Regions from separate parts of the Mus musculus genome. Here regions 1 and 3 are each linked to region 2. Evidence: chromatin contacts called from public Hi-C data. All regions are on one chromosome and are shown on one strand. The core of a region is the stretch at or near the end of the contact, and the rest is flanking DNA. Distances in the headings are between cores, read along the strand shown. Region 1 has its middle 170 kb from the start of Mir21c. Region 2 overlaps Pard3 (par-3 family cell polarity regulator). Region 3 has its middle 120 kb from the start of Mir21c.

Evidence for each region. A called contact is a pair of places that touch in the nucleus more often than the background predicts.
Region 1: a Hi-C map of the N1E-115 cell line shows a contact between it and region 2, with 4 times the contacts expected there. The contact joins two enhancer-like sites. A contact is called at or near these places in 3 of 484 Hi-C or Micro-C datasets (the HL-1 cell line, the N1E-115 cell line and embryonic stem cells) and 1 of 115 datasets of contacts at active chromatin or transcription factors (cardiomyocytes).
Region 3: a contact with region 2 is called in a Hi-C map of the N1E-115 cell line, with 6 times the contacts expected there. The contact joins two enhancer-like sites. A contact is called at or near these places in 2 of 484 Hi-C or Micro-C datasets (the N1E-115 cell line and cerebellar granule neurons), 2 of 115 datasets of contacts at active chromatin or transcription factors (both in bone marrow-derived macrophages) and 1 of 9 other capture datasets (bone marrow-derived macrophages).

What each region holds. Positions count from the first base shown.
Region 1 is chr8:128,104,760-128,108,483 of GRCm38.p6, reverse strand. No RefSeq gene overlaps it. Among named protein-coding and RNA genes, the nearest start is that of Mir21c, 170 kb to the left of the region's middle. Within about 2 kb of position 1,898, at least 2 of the 459 cell types and tissues checked have an H3K27ac peak or open chromatin away from gene starts, as enhancers often do. A contact at or near this core is called in the N1E-115 cell line, where this site is marked.
Region 2 is chr8:127,590,900-127,594,382 of GRCm38.p6, reverse strand. Pard3 (par-3 family cell polarity regulator) reads right to left here. Exons shown (of 25, transcript NM_001309391.1): 23 at 1,202-1,322. Among named protein-coding and RNA genes, the nearest start is that of Gm32478, 38 kb to the left of the region's middle. Within about 2 kb of position 1,447, at least 9 of the 459 cell types and tissues checked have an H3K27ac peak or open chromatin away from gene starts, as enhancers often do. A contact at or near this core is called in the N1E-115 cell line, where this site is marked.
Region 3 is chr8:128,154,423-128,158,008 of GRCm38.p6, reverse strand. No RefSeq gene overlaps it. Among named protein-coding and RNA genes, the nearest start is that of Mir21c, 120 kb to the left of the region's middle. Within about 2 kb of position 1,593, at least 15 of the 459 cell types and tissues checked have an H3K27ac peak or open chromatin away from gene starts, as enhancers often do. A contact at or near this core is called in the N1E-115 cell line, where this site is marked.

The DNA of each region.
Region 1 (3,724 bases), core at 649-3,148, 510 kb before region 2:
CCTTGGTAATGTCTGAGAATGGGTGAAGAATAACATTGCCAAACCCTGCTGAGGATAATGGCAAGATCAGGTTGATCCCTGACACCTTATTGGCTGCACTGATTTCTAAACCCCATTAAAAATCTGATGGATGTAGGGCATCGAGAAATGATAAAATATGTCGCTCTAGGGGGCTGGAGAGATGGCTCAGCGGTTAAGAGCACTGACTGCTCTTCCGAAGGTTCTGAGTTCAAATCCCAGCAACCACATGGTGGCTTACAACCATCCTTAATGACATCTGACTCCCTCCCCTGGTGTGTCTGAAGACAATGACAGTGTACTTACATATAAAATAAATAATAAAATCTAAAAAAAAAATATGTCGCTCTAATAATTGGTACAAGAGGAAATGCAAAGAGCAAACATTGGGAAATAACTTCTGCCTTCACATGCAGAAACAGAAACACATACTAAAGCAAAGTGGAGGAGCTATTTTATCTGAATTAGCAAAAAAACATAGTATCAAAAAGTCACTGAGAACGGCGTTATTGCTGTATTATTGCTGGCATTATATTATCACTGCCGGGATCCATCTCAACCCTTTTGGGAAAAGCAACTAATGTGACAAACAACAGACAGAGAAACCCAGAGGCTCCATTCTAGAGCCTCTCTCCTGAGAAAATAATTCATAACGCACAAGCATGTAGCCAGGTTTTGTATTGCTTCGCATTATGAATTATTATGAATGTATGAATGAAGAAACAGCAAGATGCAGTCTGCCTGTGGCAATGTATTGCAAAATGTATAGTGTTGGACATTGTACAACAGATTAACATGTGATCACTAAGAAAAGTGAGTGACAAGGAGAAACACGTGATTGAGAATTATAACTGTTAAAATAATACTATGGCTGCCACTATGGAAATCTGAACACAGAGAGGAAGCAAATATGGAGGTAGTTTTGTGGGGAAGATCAGCTTGATTTCCCTGCAATGTATGACCATCATTATGTCTCTGTTTTAATGAAAGAGGATTCACAAATGCAACCTTAAGGTCTCCACCAGATACAATGTGGAGACGCATCCGCTCATAAATTTCAGACATAAATAGTCCCAGGAGTGATGGCTGCACTTCAGGGGATGGGAAATGGCTTTTAAGCCAAGATCTATAACAAGCATGGGGAGTGGTTTCAGGTGGGCTGGAGTAGAAACTGCACACAGAGAAAAGCCATCATTCCTTCCAGGAACCGCATTAGCAGGTCTCTATCACTCAGAGCATCAGACGGCCTCGGGCTTCCCAGAACCACAACATTCGGGTGGAAAAGCATGGAAAACCAAACTAACAGAGCCTGGCTGAAAGGTTTTTAATTAGATTAGAAGGGTCCAGAGTGATCTGGTTTGTGCTTGAAACCTATTCTTTGCCCATTTATTTTCTCACTCAAATACTACCGGTCTTTGTATCTCTGGATTACGTTCAGCCTGGTTTAATTTAACTTGATATTATTTTATTACCTTATTTTATATCATATAAAATGTTGTCCTCTATAAAACTTACAAATGACTTCCTAGGTGTCTGGGAAGGAAGCTGACAGCTCATGTTGCTTATGCTTACCCACATATACCACATATATACTACACAAGTCTTTTTGTTCAAGTTAAGAAAGACAATATATCGGAAAGAGAAGGGAAGCTGGCCCAACTCTTAGGTTGATCCCAAGACTTTCTGAAAGGCAAGAACAGCTGCCTCTAGGACAAGTCAGCCTGGCTTTGTAGAGCTCCAGTGTGCTTGTAAGGACCTCCTACTATGACTCCACATTGCCACAACATACCGAACCTAAATTCTGCTATTTTCTGAAACAGTGGATATTGAAGCCCTCTGGTAGCATTTTATAAGACTTCTGTTCTGGAGAGAGGTTTTCCCAAGTGTTTTTCCCCACCTCCTCTGAGAACCTCAGTTGTTCTGGGTTAATACTCCAAGCCTCCTGCAGGGCTGGTGCCTGGGAGCACAGGTGTGAGGGTCTTGGTAAAGGAAGCCTGCTGTCTCTGAGCTCTGGTATGTTCCTCAACCTGGACCTTTTTCTTTCCAGAGTTTTTCTTTTTCTCCAGTTTCCTTCCTTTTTTGTATTTATTGGCTTATTTTTTTCATACAGTATACTGTGATCATATTTTTCCTTCACTCCTAACTCCTCCCAGGTCCCCCAACCTCCCTATCCATTTAAATTTCTCTCTCTCTCTCTCTCTCTCTCTCTCTCTCTCTCTCTTTCTCTCTCTCTCTCTCTCTCTCTCTCCCTCTCTCCCTCTCTCCCTCTCTCTCCCTCCCTCTCCCTCTCTCTCTCCCTCCCTCCCTCTCTCTCCCTCCCTCCCTCTCTCTCTCCCTCCCTTCCTCTCTCTCCCTCTCTCTCTCTCTCCCTCCCTCCCAAGGAAAGAAAAGAAAAAGGAATGAAAGCAAATAACCAAAGTCAAAAGACAAAAATACCAAAACAAAAGCACACAAAAATCATGGAGTCTATTTTATGTTGGCCAGAGCCACTCCTGAGCAGTATGGCTGACTGACTTTCCTGCTCCCAGCATGTATTGTATTGTAGAGAGCTTCTTGGTAGAGGATTGGTCTTTATACCCACTTCCCCTTTCTTTGCTGGGATTTTTTTCTGGCTTTTGCTGTTTTTAGCCATATAATGGGCACAAAACACACAGGAGTGAACTCATTAGAGGTAATGAAAAATATATTAGAATTGGACTTTAAAATTTCTAATCCTTTCTTCTATACTTTGTCTTCTGACAATCATGTGGAAATCTAGGGAGTTAGAATTCAAAGTATCAGTACTTGGCCTGGGCATGATTCTTCCCACAGAAAAATTGCCTTACTTTGAGGAAGGGCTACTGTAGCATAGTTTCAAAAATGCAAAGATGCAAGGCTTTTTACCTGACACCTTTAATCCCAGGCTGAGACAACAGAAATTACTGTGGGTTAAATACAGTAAGTTCCAGCACAGATAGGCAACTGAGTGAGACTTTGTCTTTAAAAACAATCAGGCAAACAACAACAAAAGCTTAAAAATAAAAATGTATCAGAAGTACAAGACGACCCTTATCCTCATATAGTGAGTTTGAGGCCAATGGGGACTATATGAGACCTGTCTCAAGAAAACTAAAACAACAGGGCAAGCTACATGGCTCAGTAAAGGTACTTGCTGCTAAACCTGGCATGCTGAGTTTGATCTCAAGGACTCAAATAGGGAGTAAAGAAGGACTCTCAGTTTGATCTCTGACCTCTACATTTATGCGTTGGCACACTTCCCTCCCTCCAATACATAAGGGTAGAGAGATTTTAATCTGCCAACATGGCTACTCTAACAAGGAATCAAATCCAAAGCAGAGGCTTGTGTTTTCCAGCTGAAACACAGACATACCACACACCTTTAATCCCTCTGGCTGGAATACAGACACATCTTTAGTACACACCTTTAATCTCTAACACTGAAGGTAAAGTAAGAGGAGAGAGGCAGCCATCTTTGAAAGTGATGTCTAATTGAGGGGCAGACCAAGTAGAGATTCAGAGAAAGATTTAACAAAATGTGTCAGAGAGATGATACACCCAACGCTCATGACAACAGGCAGGAAGGAGAGGCTACTTAAGAGCAGTGTAAGGAAACTGAGCTGAGATCAAGCAATGCAGTTCAGTCAGAGTCAGGTTAGTAAGAGTCAGTTCAAGTCAGTTCAGTTGAGTGCATGTAGTGTGGTTGAAT
Region 2 (3,483 bases), core at 198-2,697:
TGTGCCTCAAGTACAAGGACAGCACAGCTGCCCCACTATAGTTCTTAGGCATCTGGCCATTCTTACATACTCTTGAGCTACTGGGGTGACCCAACTTCTAGCTGCACAGGTCCCCCTACTCAGACTAACTAGCTCTGACCCCAGAATTCTCATCAGGACTGAAGCACATCCTGGCCTTTTACCTGTTGGTCTCTCCCATCTCAATCAGAGTTTCTCTAAAAATTTGTTTCCTTCTCTCTTAGTCCTCCAGACAGTCAATGGGGGTGGACCTACCACCAGGGCTTGAAGTTTTAAAGCCCAGAGGGGTGTTTGCCTCTGTGAGCAGCTCTTACTGACTCATTCCCACCCTCCCCAGAAAGCCTTCCAAACAAACCTTTCCTGTCTACAACCCCTACTCTTTTGCCATCTCTCTACCCAGATGTGCCACCAAGTTTCACAGATGCAGGACACAGGAGTAGCAGCCACAGTTTTGTTCTGTGGAGATCACTGAAATGGCCGCACATGGGATGGATGAGAAGAGAGGTGAAAACAGACAAACAGGAATTCGACAAATACTTGACAGGACTGGGGATGTGGCTCAGTTGGTAGAGAGTGCTTGCCCAGGATGCGTGAAGTCCTGGGTTTGATGACCAGCAACCACAGCTAACAGGCATGATGATGCATGTTTCTGTTTCCATGGGAAACAGAAGCAGGAGGATCAGGAGTTCAAGGTTATTCTTGACTATATAGATGGGGGATGGAAATGGGGGTAGCCTGGGCTATATGAGGCCCTGTCTCAATAAAACATAACAGAACAAAACAAAAAGTACCAAGGGAGGTTAGAGAACAGAGAATTACCAATTTCTGTCTCAAAGACACAAAGGATCATGAGCTGAACTTACGTTGGCTCTGCTCTACGAAAAGGCATTGAGTAAACCTAATAGCAAATGCAGTGGATAGAGAGCAGACATTCTGTGGTGGTGTCTCATCATACAGCTATTTTGAACCTATTACACAGCAGACAGATGGTAGAACAAGATACAAAATGAGATTAGCAATGATGGAACCCAGATGGAAATGAGGGAAAGGTCAGAATGCTAAAGGTCAGAGGGATTTGGCTCCATCTTGTCTTATTTCATAAAGGACTGAGGTCATAGCTCAGGGGCCTCTCTTTCAGGGCAGCTGTTAGCCTATTTGCTGGGCAGAGGGACCAAACACTCACCCAAGATTGCTCAAAGCTGTAGGTACGGCGCCGGTCTTCCACATCCTCATCCTGTTTGGCTTGCTGGAACTCTTGCCGTAGACGCTGTATCCGGTCATGGTTGCTAGGAGTGGATCGATTGCTAAAAGAGAAGGGGCAACCGTGAACACCCTCAAGAAAAAGCAACCATAAATCACAGTTGGGGGAGGGGGGCAGGGGGAGGAAGGGCAGCTAGCTGTGGAATGTTGCTCAAACAGGAAGTGGATTTTTACAACAGAATCTGGGCATCTGAAATGGCCATTTGTTCTCAGGACTTAGGCTCACTGCGGCTATACTGGCAGAGCTCTGAGAGAGTGAACTGTGTTTGGAGAGAGAGACCTCTTTTCAAGGTCTCACTTCCTTTCTATAATCTGGTTAGGTGCTGGTGGCAAAGGTTTGGAAGGATGTGGCTTTGGTCATCAGAACAATTAGGGTCCAGACCAGTTCCTCCAGCTCCCTAGCCCACAGCACGTCATTCTTCCTTGACTTTTACATATGAAACAGAGATAATTATCTTCTATAAATACCATCCTAATCAAGTGGCATGACACTAACCTCCCCCCAACAAACAGCAACAACACTCAGCCTCACAAGCCAAATGTAGCATATACTGAGGGTTCTGATGTCTGTGTGGGAAGCCGAGGCAGGAGGATCGAAAGTTCTCTTCATGCCTGAGCAGTTTAGTGAGATTCTGTCTCAAATTAAAAATCATACCAAAAATTAAACGAAGCTGGAGATGTGGCTCGGGGGTACAAAGCCAACCTAGCATGTTTTCTCTGCCGAGTTGCAAACCATAAATATATATGCACCTGTGTGGGTATCTCTGTGCATACATGATTGTATGTTTATGCATATATGTATCTATGAATGTACAGATGTTCATGTGTGTAGTATGTGCATGTGAATACATGTGTGAATATGTGCATGTCCTTGCTGATATGCAAGACTGTATCATATCGCTATTTCATCAGCTTCCTGTTCACATGTCATCAAGGCCACACACAAGATATGATTTTCACAGTATAATGAGAAAAGTAGAAAAATCAAGTTAAGGTAGTGTTTGAGCAAACCACTTGCTTAAACAATGATTCTTTCATCATTTTGTACAACACTGAGCTTCCCTTTGTAGTAAGAACAGCTGTAAAGATTGGTAGAGAAGGCAGTTTCCCCTCACCTCACCAAATGTGAAAACTGACATTTTAAGGGGGTGACTGGCAAATGTTTTGGTTGGATTGGTCTGAGAACATGAAAGTTAACAGGTCTGTAAATGTACTGTTTCGAATCAGGTAGCTGTTGGTGCAGTCTCAAAAGTTCCCTCCTGCTTCTGAAGCATGCAGGTCACTATTCCTACTGGCTTTTTAAAATAGAGATATAGCTGACTCTTGTTCCAGGATATTAGCACTAGCTACCAGCCTACAGTTCCTTCTCTTCCATACCAACACTGACTGTCTAGGCATGCTATGCACATATTCACACACGTATATGCATGCACATACCACACACACACAAAACACATCGAACATCCATACATTCACAGATACATACATGCATAAACACTATGCTAGATGCCAGCATAGTGACAGAAAAGTGAGCATTTTCCAACATTACTGTCCCTGTAACATTACCGTTCCCTTAACATTACTATCCCTTTACTGACTGTGGATTTTTGCTCCCAACATGTATCAATGGGAGGATGATCGGAGGCAAGACTAACTATGAAAGTGCTCCCACCTCACCAGGACCACTGCTCAACTGTTTCCACGCAGTAACTGTACATTTATGGGTCTCATGAAATCCAAGCAAGTGATGAAAACCAATCTTCCACTGCCCGTGATGAGGTGAAAGTCATTCCCCAACAAGGTGGCTGACAAGGTCCTTAGTTTCAGTTTTGGTAACTTCAGTGGCCTTCTGGGATCAGCTCTAGATCTCCCCTGGGCCTTGGTTTCCCAATCTGCCCAGTTCCTATTCTTTCCTCTGGTTTCTTTCAGCCAGTGTTCTACAGAATTAGACCGGCTTGCCCTAAACCAGCAACACCACTTTTCTGGCTTTAGCTGAAGGTGGGCTGCGATGCTTTCATGATTGATGATGATGATTTCCGAGGACGGGAAGGCCATCAAGCGCCCTTTGGGAAAACCCATTGGCAGTGTGGAGGTGAGACCTGGCTTCAAGAGAGGGAACTATTGTACCAGCTTACTTGTTTCTCAGGCCAGGCTGTGATGGGCCAATCATTCAAATCTGGGCTTTGAAAACTCTGATGAGCTCTT
Region 3 (3,586 bases), core at 344-2,843, 560 kb before region 2:
GGGTAATACTAATATGCACAAGGCCTTCTCATTTCTTGCATTTAATTGCATATCTAACCCATGAGATGGAACCACTCAAGTTAAGGTTGGGTCCCTCACCCCCAATAGTTAATCATCCCTGCAAATGCCTGAAGGGACTTGGGTCAGCTCAAGTGTGGCAAGCATGGCTCTGGCAGGCCTTGCTAAAAAAAAAACAAAAAAACAAAAAAACAAACAAAACAAAACAAAACAAAAAAAAAAACAAAAAACAAAAAACAAAAAAACCCTTACACTACATTCTTAAAGCTAGCCCCAAAGGTCTATGCCCTTATTTGACCACCTGCTTCTCATGAGGCTGACCACCAACGTCTAGCTAGCAAAACACTGAAGTGCAGAAAACCACCTTTGGCTAACCCAATTAAGATGCCCAGTTAAAATTAAACACCCCATCCTAACATAGTTTCCCATTTTAACTTTATAAACTGCCATTTGCCTATGGACATGGGTCTCCTGTCTACTGAGGAGCAGTCCTTTGTGCTCCAGGACAAATACCCTTCCCCCCACCCCCTCCCTGGTTCCTTTCCTTTCTCCCTCACCCTCTATCTCCTGCCTTTGTCCCTTATATCTGCCTTCTGTCCCTCTGGGGCAAATAAATCTCCTTTGTGCTGAGAACTTGGTCTTGGGATGTCTTGAGCTGACTCTGAGGTCCCCTACAATGCCCTCATAGACTTGCTCAGAAATGTGTCTTTTAGGAGATTCTAAATTTAGTGAAGTTGACAGCAAAGATTAACCATCACAATGCCTGTGAGAAGTGAGGTCAGGAGGAGTGGTGTAGAGGGAAACAACAACAACAACAACAACAACAACAACAACAACAAAGCAGATAAAAACCAGAGAAAAGGGTGGTTGAAGGCTTAGGCAGCTTACAATTTGAAGCTTCTTTAAGTATCCCCTAAGAAAAGCTTTTTTTTTTTTTTTTATAAATAGGCTAGTGAAAGAATTATACTTCACAACAGGAAAGGGTTGAAGAGGCTGTTTTAATTTGGCTATCATTTGTTGACTCTGTTATCTTTGCAAGGTAATTGCTATCTAACTTGGTTTTCTCAGTCATAAATGGCTACGCTTTCGCTAGAGAAAATTTGAATACTCTAGATTTGTCGACTCTTTGAGACGAGAGTCTTCTGAGTTTCTTCTCTGTTTACTTTGTCATTTGTCTTACCATTTTCTTTGACACTTAAAAGAACTTATGAAAACTACTAACATAAGAGGCGACTTTCCATAAACATCCTATCATGTATGTTTTCTATTAGGGTTTCTGACATTCCGCATGTTTTCAAAGGTAATTGGAAATGCTGGAGACGATTTAAGGGTCATTATTGTGTTAGCCGAGAGAAGAACTAATGATGTCTTAGCTACTGGGCTATTGAGCTGATCACAGAAGCCATTAGCTCAATTAAGTAAATCAAATAGGAAAAACATTTCAACTCCAAGAGCCACCCACTGCTGCCTATTGCTGGCCTGAAAGGCTTATGTTTCCTGGGACATTCAGACTGTTCACTCAGTGGTAGACAATAGCCAGGCATCTGACTGTACAGAGCACTAATTCGGGCTCACTGATAACCTCTGGGTCACGAGAAGCAGCAATGTTAAGAAATCTCTTAAGACTAGAAGCTGCTGTGAGAAGTCTGGAGTGGGTTGTTGTTGGTTTGTTTGTCCCCCCCTCCCCCCGCCCACCCACCTCCCTCCCCTGACTACACAGAGGCAAGGGCTGGGAAGCAGCATGTGAACTTCTTTAAAGGAGTCTCTTCAATCCTGAATCTTGTGCTGCTTGGTTTGTGAGGAAACAAGGGCATGGCAATGAGACAAGCATTTCTGATCCAGTTCTGAGTTTCAGCATTCAGTGAGGGAACAGCACTTAAGCTTTCAGAAGCCAAGCTCTTTAGAAAACGCTGAGGTTAACTCTCAGTATTATGTTATTCACGTGGGCAGCTCCTAGGTTGATGGAGGTGTCTGGCAGAGGGGCAGGCATACCACATCTTGTGTTATTAATATTTATTACATAGTGATTCTACTTGGAGAGCATGCTGTGGCCAGAGAGAGCTGGTGCATTGAATAAATGTTTAATTTTGATAGAATAGTGACTACTTCATCCAATAAAAAAATATATATATCCAGGAGCTGATGTAATCCATACTGGTGAGTGTGGAGCAAGTGGCTTTTCTGCATAGTCAGCATTTACAGATTTTCATGGTTTGGATCCTCCCCTCATGGCTGAAATCAGAGTTCTAATGTGATGGTTTTGTCTGGCTTCAGGAAGTTCAACAGCAGGCTACTCTAGTGATCTGGTATACTCTGGCCTATGGCATTAGTGGACCTGACTTAAACTAAACATTAAGGGAAGAAATGGAATTGGATTTTAATAAATTCATCCTTAAATTGTTCATTGAAATTCCTTCTTTGTTGTTAACATTCATCCCGAATTAGAATGAGGGTTGCCTTTTTAAGAACATCATTAGGAAGAAGCCTTCAGAGTACAGCGGGATTCCAGAGGTCCCTTGTCTGCTAAGTGCCCAAGAGAAAGAGCAGTCGGTGGTCTTCCTGGAACTCCTGTAAAATAAACAGACTCTGTACATGAAAGGTTCAGGTTCTCTTGTCTCTGATGCCCAGTTTATAGGAGATCTGCAATCTAATCCAGTAAAAATCATTGTGGCTTCAGAAGCCTGTGTCCAAAATGCTCCCAAAGCCCCAGTGCTCATGCCCTTGGCAAACACTATTAGGAGGTGGTGGAATTTTTAAGAAGTGAGATCTAATGAGGGGTTTCTAAGTGTTACAGTTACCTTTGAGGGTATACCCCTCCCATCTCTGTGTGCTTGTATGCATGTGGTATATGAATGTGTATGAATAAATGAGTGAGTGTGTGTGTGTTTGTGTGCGCATGTACGTGCCTATCTGTGTGTGGACAACAAAGGTTGATTGATATTGGCTGTCCTTTGAGGATACTTTGAAACAGGGTCCCTCATTGAGCATAGAACTCTCCAATTCATCAAGTCTGTCTGGCTATTGAGTCCCAGGGGCTATGACTGTTTCCTGCCCCCCAGTGCTAGGATTGTTCATGCTTTCTATCATGCTCAGCTTTTTACATGAGAACTTAGGATCTGATCTCAGACCTTCATGCTTATACACAAACACTTGGCCAACTGAGCCATCTCTCAAGTCCTTTCTTCTTCTATTGAGTTTTTCATCCTGGCCACAAAATAAGGGGTTTTCCTTACATGCTTTCTATCCAGTGCACATCCCACTGGCTCAAAGTCAGTGAGACTCAGTGGCCTGAAATCTCTGTAGCCAAGCTAAGATTAACCTTTTTGATTTACAAATTGGTTATCTCATGAATTCTCAGGTAGCATAATTGGTAATTGCCAGTGGGGTCCTTAGACCCACGGGACCACTTGGGATAAGAGAGAGGGAGCTGTTCACACATTCCCTGGGGCATCCTAAAAGAGACCCTTGCCCAGGCCTTTTCACTGACTCTGCAGGCAGTGAGGGGGTAGATTAGCTTTCTCTGAGGTCATCTCTTTCCTTCTGGCTCCAACATCCCCTCTTTGTATCT